Linked DNA regions of Hordeum vulgare: region 1 is linked to region 2. The links are chromatin contacts, called in public Hi-C maps. All regions are on one chromosome and are shown on one strand. Each heading gives the region's core, a stretch centred on a gene start, on an enhancer-like site or on the middle of the called end of the contact. The rest is flanking DNA. Distances are from core to core; before and after follow the strand shown. Region 1 holds the start of LOC123441212 (probable inactive receptor-like protein kinase At3g56050). Region 2 holds the start of LOC123441170.

Evidence for each region. Hi-C and Micro-C count contacts between places; a contact is called where the count stands out from the background.
Region 1: a contact with region 2 is called in a Hi-C map of leaf, with 3 times the contacts expected there. The contact joins the promoter of LOC123441212 here to the promoter of LOC123441170 in region 2. A contact is called at or near these places in 2 of 6 Hi-C or Micro-C datasets (leaf and seedling).

Annotation. Positions count from the first base shown.
Region 1 is chr1H:411,404,149-411,406,848 of MorexV3_pseudomolecules_assembly, forward strand. It overlaps LOC123441212 (probable inactive receptor-like protein kinase At3g56050), which reads right to left and starts at 1,279. Exons shown (of 6, transcript XM_045117708.1): 1 at 954-1,279; 2 at 728-770; 3 at 1-340. The coding sequence starts at 1,050.
Region 2 is chr1H:411,243,490-411,246,189 of MorexV3_pseudomolecules_assembly, forward strand. LOC123441170 reads right to left here and starts at 1,421. Exons shown (of 4, transcript XM_045117677.1): 1 at 1,295-1,421.

The sequences.
Region 1 (2,700 bases), core at 29-2,528, 160 kb after region 2:
CCGCCTTGCAGGATCATGGCCCGCCGCCTCGCTCGACGCTTCTCCGACCGCCGCAGCGCCGTGGGTCACCACTGTCGCTGGCGCCGGTGGCACCGTGATGCTGTGCGCGGGCTCGTCGGCGTGCCGAGGCGGCACCGCCAGAGGCTTGGCGACAGCCGGCGCCGGCGCGGGAGCGCTTGACGGGGAGACAGCACCCTGCAACGGCGGTGAACTTGTTGTCGGCGTCGTTATCGGTGCCCATGGCCAGGGTGGCCACTGCGGGAACGCCGTCGACTGCTTGGACCTGTACCTGTTCGGTCGTGGTAGAGCTTCTCGGATGTGTACCGCTTGGTTTACCCGCCTGACAATGATTGGAGTCGGCAGATGAGAGTGAGCACAAGAGGCGAGGAACAATTGGACAAGGGACATGCACCAACCGGGGTTGCTCGGTGGTTCAGCTGTCCATCTCTGACAGCCGACACCCCATTCCCACCTCTCTATGCAACGCAATCTAAGAAGATGGCCGCGAAGAATGTTTTTGCAGTATTTTATGTGCTTTTTTTATCGGTTTCCTTGCAAATTTAAAAATGAAGAGTGGAATGTCACGATGACGAAACATGCAGACGAAGAAGTTTCCAAGCTACTCCACCTAATCGAAGAAAGGTTACACCCTATTCTCTCATAGTGACACTGAAATTCAGAGCATTCCTGAAACTGAACATGAAAAGTATGGTGAGAGAGATCTTACCGATCTGCGGGCCGTGCATCTTCCTCCCGGTGGTTCGCCCTTCCTACAGTGAGAGAGTTCGTACTTGTCATCACTATACATCTCAACTTGAAAGAAACGAAAACAAGCAAGTGGCAAAATTCAACTGAAAGAAAGGAAGGAGCTTGCTCTTATGACATGAACACACACAGGAATCAAATATCAGCAACGGTTATTCAGCGGCAGCAGCAGAGGTACAGTGACATACCTTGCTGAGCGTCGGAGCTGCAGGAGCCAAGGCTGAAACCGAAGGAGACGAGCAGCAGCAGCAGAAGCGCAGCCGTCGGGCAGCACAGTCTCCCCATGGACGGGCACGGACGGAGTAACGGAACGGGGAGAGAGGCCTGGGCTGGTTAAGCGTGCGTGCACAACAATATAGTGGAGCGATGGCGCGAGGGAGGGAGGAGAGGGCGAAGGGTCGGGGTCAAGAGGCAGATAACCGAGCAAGGAGCAGGAGGATTAATGGGTGGCCACCTGGAAGGAGAGGAGGGAGGGGGTCGCGTTGATGGCTTTGTTGTTTTGTTGGAGGCGTGACCACGGAATGCCACGCCGCCCACGGCGCGCCCCGATATAATCCTGCTTGCTTGGCCCTCTTCGGATGGATTAGAGCAAGTGCAACAGTATAGCCAGCTAGTGGCTATAAGCCATTGTCATGTCATTTACAATCTATTTATAGTCAATATATACAATAGTTCATTGCAAAAATGTACTACTTCTTTATTATATGGTCCATCTTTCATACTTACAAAATGCCTAGGAGCACGTGCTACAGCGTTTACCTTCCCTCTCCTCTTCTCTTTTCTCTAACTAAACAAAAATATATTAGTTTATTCCTTATAGCCAGCTGACTTAGCTCTATTGTACTTGCTCTTAGAGCGGTATGACCTACGACGAGCGTGCCCGCTCTCGGTCTCGGAGTCCAGTCTACCGCATTGGACAGCTCCAGGCAGAGGTGGAGGACGAAAAAAAATTAAGGTGTGGCGAAGTCTTAAGGAAATAATTCTTTTAGTGCAAATCGAAAGAGTCAATACACATTACAAATAAAAACCAAATACAATAAAAATGTAAACATGTTTGAATAAAAAACAACTTAAAACATACCGATAATGAAGCTTTCAATGACGTCTAGAAGACCCAGGTAATATAAATGCCCTACCCTCATTCTGAAAATCTTACTTAATTTTATCAAGTTCAATACTTTTGAAGATCTCTCGCTCAATACTCTCTCTGTCACGGTTTAGAGGGCACGCTTGAAAAATCACTGGGATCAAGGTAGTCACCGATTGGTTGTGAGATGTAGCAGGTGTAGATGCTAATGCGCCTAATCAACTGAGAAAATACTAGTACTAATGCTTGAGCAGCAAATTGGGATGAAACATGCATGAGTAGTACCAGTACTAATTAATAAGAATAATTGCTTTCGCACCTTAAACCTTGTTTATTTTAAAAACGCACGCAAGTTTAACCGTGTCTTCTGAACCGTGACAGAGAAAATATAACAAACCATCAAGTCATTAAGTCATCCAGCGATGTGGTGGGCACGGGGCAGGTACGCACCAAGTATCCAGGCTCGCCTCTTTTGGTTGTGTTAATTGAGACATTGAGTCATTAGTTATTAGCATTACCAGTATTAATTTTTTTTGCTCCAAATCAAGGTATGGCAAGTGCCATACCTTGCCCACCGGGGAGCTCCGCCACTGGCTCCAGGTGAAAACAAAAGCTAAACGCGTCGTCTGTCGCGGCGGGGATGCTCTGATCTGGGCGTTCGGGCTCACACGCTCGATCTTAGACTACCCACAATAAAAATAACATAGGTAATAACATAAGTACCACTTAAGCAAAAAAGTATGATGTGACAACTAATAAATAAGAAGAGAGATAAACTGAGTAAATTAGAGGGTGCTTGGATCCAAGGGACTTATTTTAGTCTGACTAAAAATAGTCTCTTTAAGAGG
Region 2 (2,700 bases), core at 171-2,670:
TCCCAATTCCATGTGTACTATTTGGATATTGTTGCAAAATTGCAGCAGTGACTATTTTGTTTATGCATAGCATCCATAAGGCCATAATAACCCAAAACAGCAATATAATATCCTAGTTCTAAGTATACTATTTGGATGGAAATTTCATCAAAAGAACAAAAACTAACAGAAAAATACCGCCAAAAGGGGGTTGGCATTTACAAATCAAACAAGAGATGACATATCTACCTATTTCGCTATTTCTTTACCATCACCTCGAGCTCAGCCAAAAGAATATGTAACATAAGCAAAGCAAATGGCAGAACAAAGGCCTCCCATCAGCCATTCTACCGAGCAAAGCTACAAAGATATCCATATACTAAGGGCCTGTTCGGATCTCCTCCGGCTCGACATTCCGCCAACTCCGCGAAGCATAGGCCTCCTGCAGTGCAAGTCGGTGAAGCAGCGGAACCTCAGCTTCGTGAAGCCGAACTCGTGGAGTTCGTTGAATGCCCTCACGACGTGGAGGGTGCCGCTTCGACTAGCTTCTCCTTCCTCAGGCCTCGTTTGGCACAAGGGGGGTGGAGGGGTTGAGAGGGGATTACCCCCGCGGGGACAGAAAACCCCAAAAATCTCCATGAGTTCATTTGGTACACAGGGTTTGCGATGGACAAACCCCTCCGAACCACCAAAATCCCCACCCCCTTGGGGGCTTGAAAACCACTTGTGCCAAACAAGGCCTAGTGACTCGCTATCTCCCCTTGTTGTCGTGCTAACCTCGTAGCCGGGAGACACTCAGACGGCGCAGGAGCAAACTAGGAGGGGTGTGGAGGTAGACTGGGTTCGCGGCGCTCGACACAGACCGCGAGTGGCTGTGAGGCGGCCAGAAGGGACGGCAGCGACGAGCTACCGCGGCGGCGGCGAGTGCGCTAGGCACGGGGACGGCACAGGGCACGAGAGCGCACGGGAGGAGAGGCTAAAGAACCGGCGGCTCACACTGAACACTATAGGGTGCTCTGGGAGGCCAGGGGAGGTCGAGGGTGTCGACTTCGACGACGGAATCGGGGGGCGGGGCGTCGAATCGCGGGGAGGGCGGGTCGGGGATGATTGGCTCGATGTGGGCAACGGGAGAGGCTTCAGAATCACCGCAGGAAGCTAAGGAAGCACATGGAAAAGGCCGGCCTCGTCGGAGCGATAGATCGCGTGGCGGCGGGCCCGTACCGGAGGCGAGGAAGACGGAAGGGGCAACGGCGATTTAGGTCACCACGGGCCGATTTCTCACGGGGGAGGCGAAGCTAAGAGCACGCACGCTTACCAAGCAGAGCAGTGGAATCCGGATCGAACCCCCCAATCAGGGACGTAGGAGGCGGGGAGGCCGGAGGAGAGGAACGAGGAAGACGAGCGAGTTCTGGAGAACGAGGAAGATGAGCTTGACACTCGCTATCATTTGCGGGGAGCGGCTATGTATCGCCATGATGCGAGACAACTGAGGTTTCGCCTCAAGGCGCCCTCCCGTCGCTATTATTGGGCCGGCCCAGCAGGTTTGTTCGTTTTTTTTCTCTTGTTCATATTTTCGAAAGAAATATTCTAAATACCTAGTATATTCTAAAAACTTTAAATAACTTTTAGAAAAAATAGAAAATTGTGAACTTGAATTTTCTTCAACGCAGTGTAATTTTTTTACATAATATTTTATAGAAAAAATGATAGCATTAAAAAAAAGTTCATATCCAGTTAAAAAATGTTCACGCATTTAAAAAATAAGTATACACCATTTTAAAAATGTAACTTAAAATAATAATACGGGTTATCATATCTGTTGCATCATGATCTGGCATCTTTTGCCCTGATATAGATTGATCAACATGCCATAGCGTGTCTTGTGCATATACCCTAGAATTAGTATCGTGTCCCTTCAGCTTAAATTGAAAATCAATAAATTCTTGTAGTCATTTTTTGTTTGCAGAACAACTAGGCTTTATTAAGGGAGACGCTGCGCTTGCACCGACGGATATGTAAGAAATATCCACCACCGGTATAGCCGTCCGATATAAGCGTTGTCGTCCGTCCGGTTCGATATCTTCCGACCAAATAGAACCTGAAATTGCTGCTATCAGTTTCAGAAACTGATAGGCTGTTGCAGTTCCGACAGACTGTGCGCCCACCGCGGCGCCGCCCGCAGCCACCGCCTCCAACCACCGCGCCGCCGCCCCGGTAGCAACTGCTCCAACCACCGCGGCGCTGCCCGCAAACCACCGCGGCCCCCGACAAACCTACGCCGCCCGCAACCTCACGACGCCGGCATGCCTGAACTCCATGGCGCACCACATCGCGCGCCAGATGGTCAGATCGGACGCCAACCTAGCTGACCGAGCCCGGCCATCTTTCTCAGCTCCAAGCGCCTTCGGGAAGCTTCCGCCGCGAGCTGGATCTTCAAGTTGGTTCACAAATCCTTCGGTGGTGTTTCCTGAACCCACATCGAGGAGATCCCGTCAACAAAATTCGGTGAGACCTCCTGTTTCTGAAACTGTAGCTCTGATCCAAAGTGAAAGAATGAACACCTGTGTGTTTCTCAACCTGTTCCTGAACCTGCCTAGTTTCTGAACCTGTTCCTGAATTTTTTTACTAGTGAAAGAATGAACCTGTTTCTGAACTTAGTTGCAGAAACAATTGCCTAGTTTCTGAAATTAGTTGGAATAACAGAACAATGAACCTGTTCCT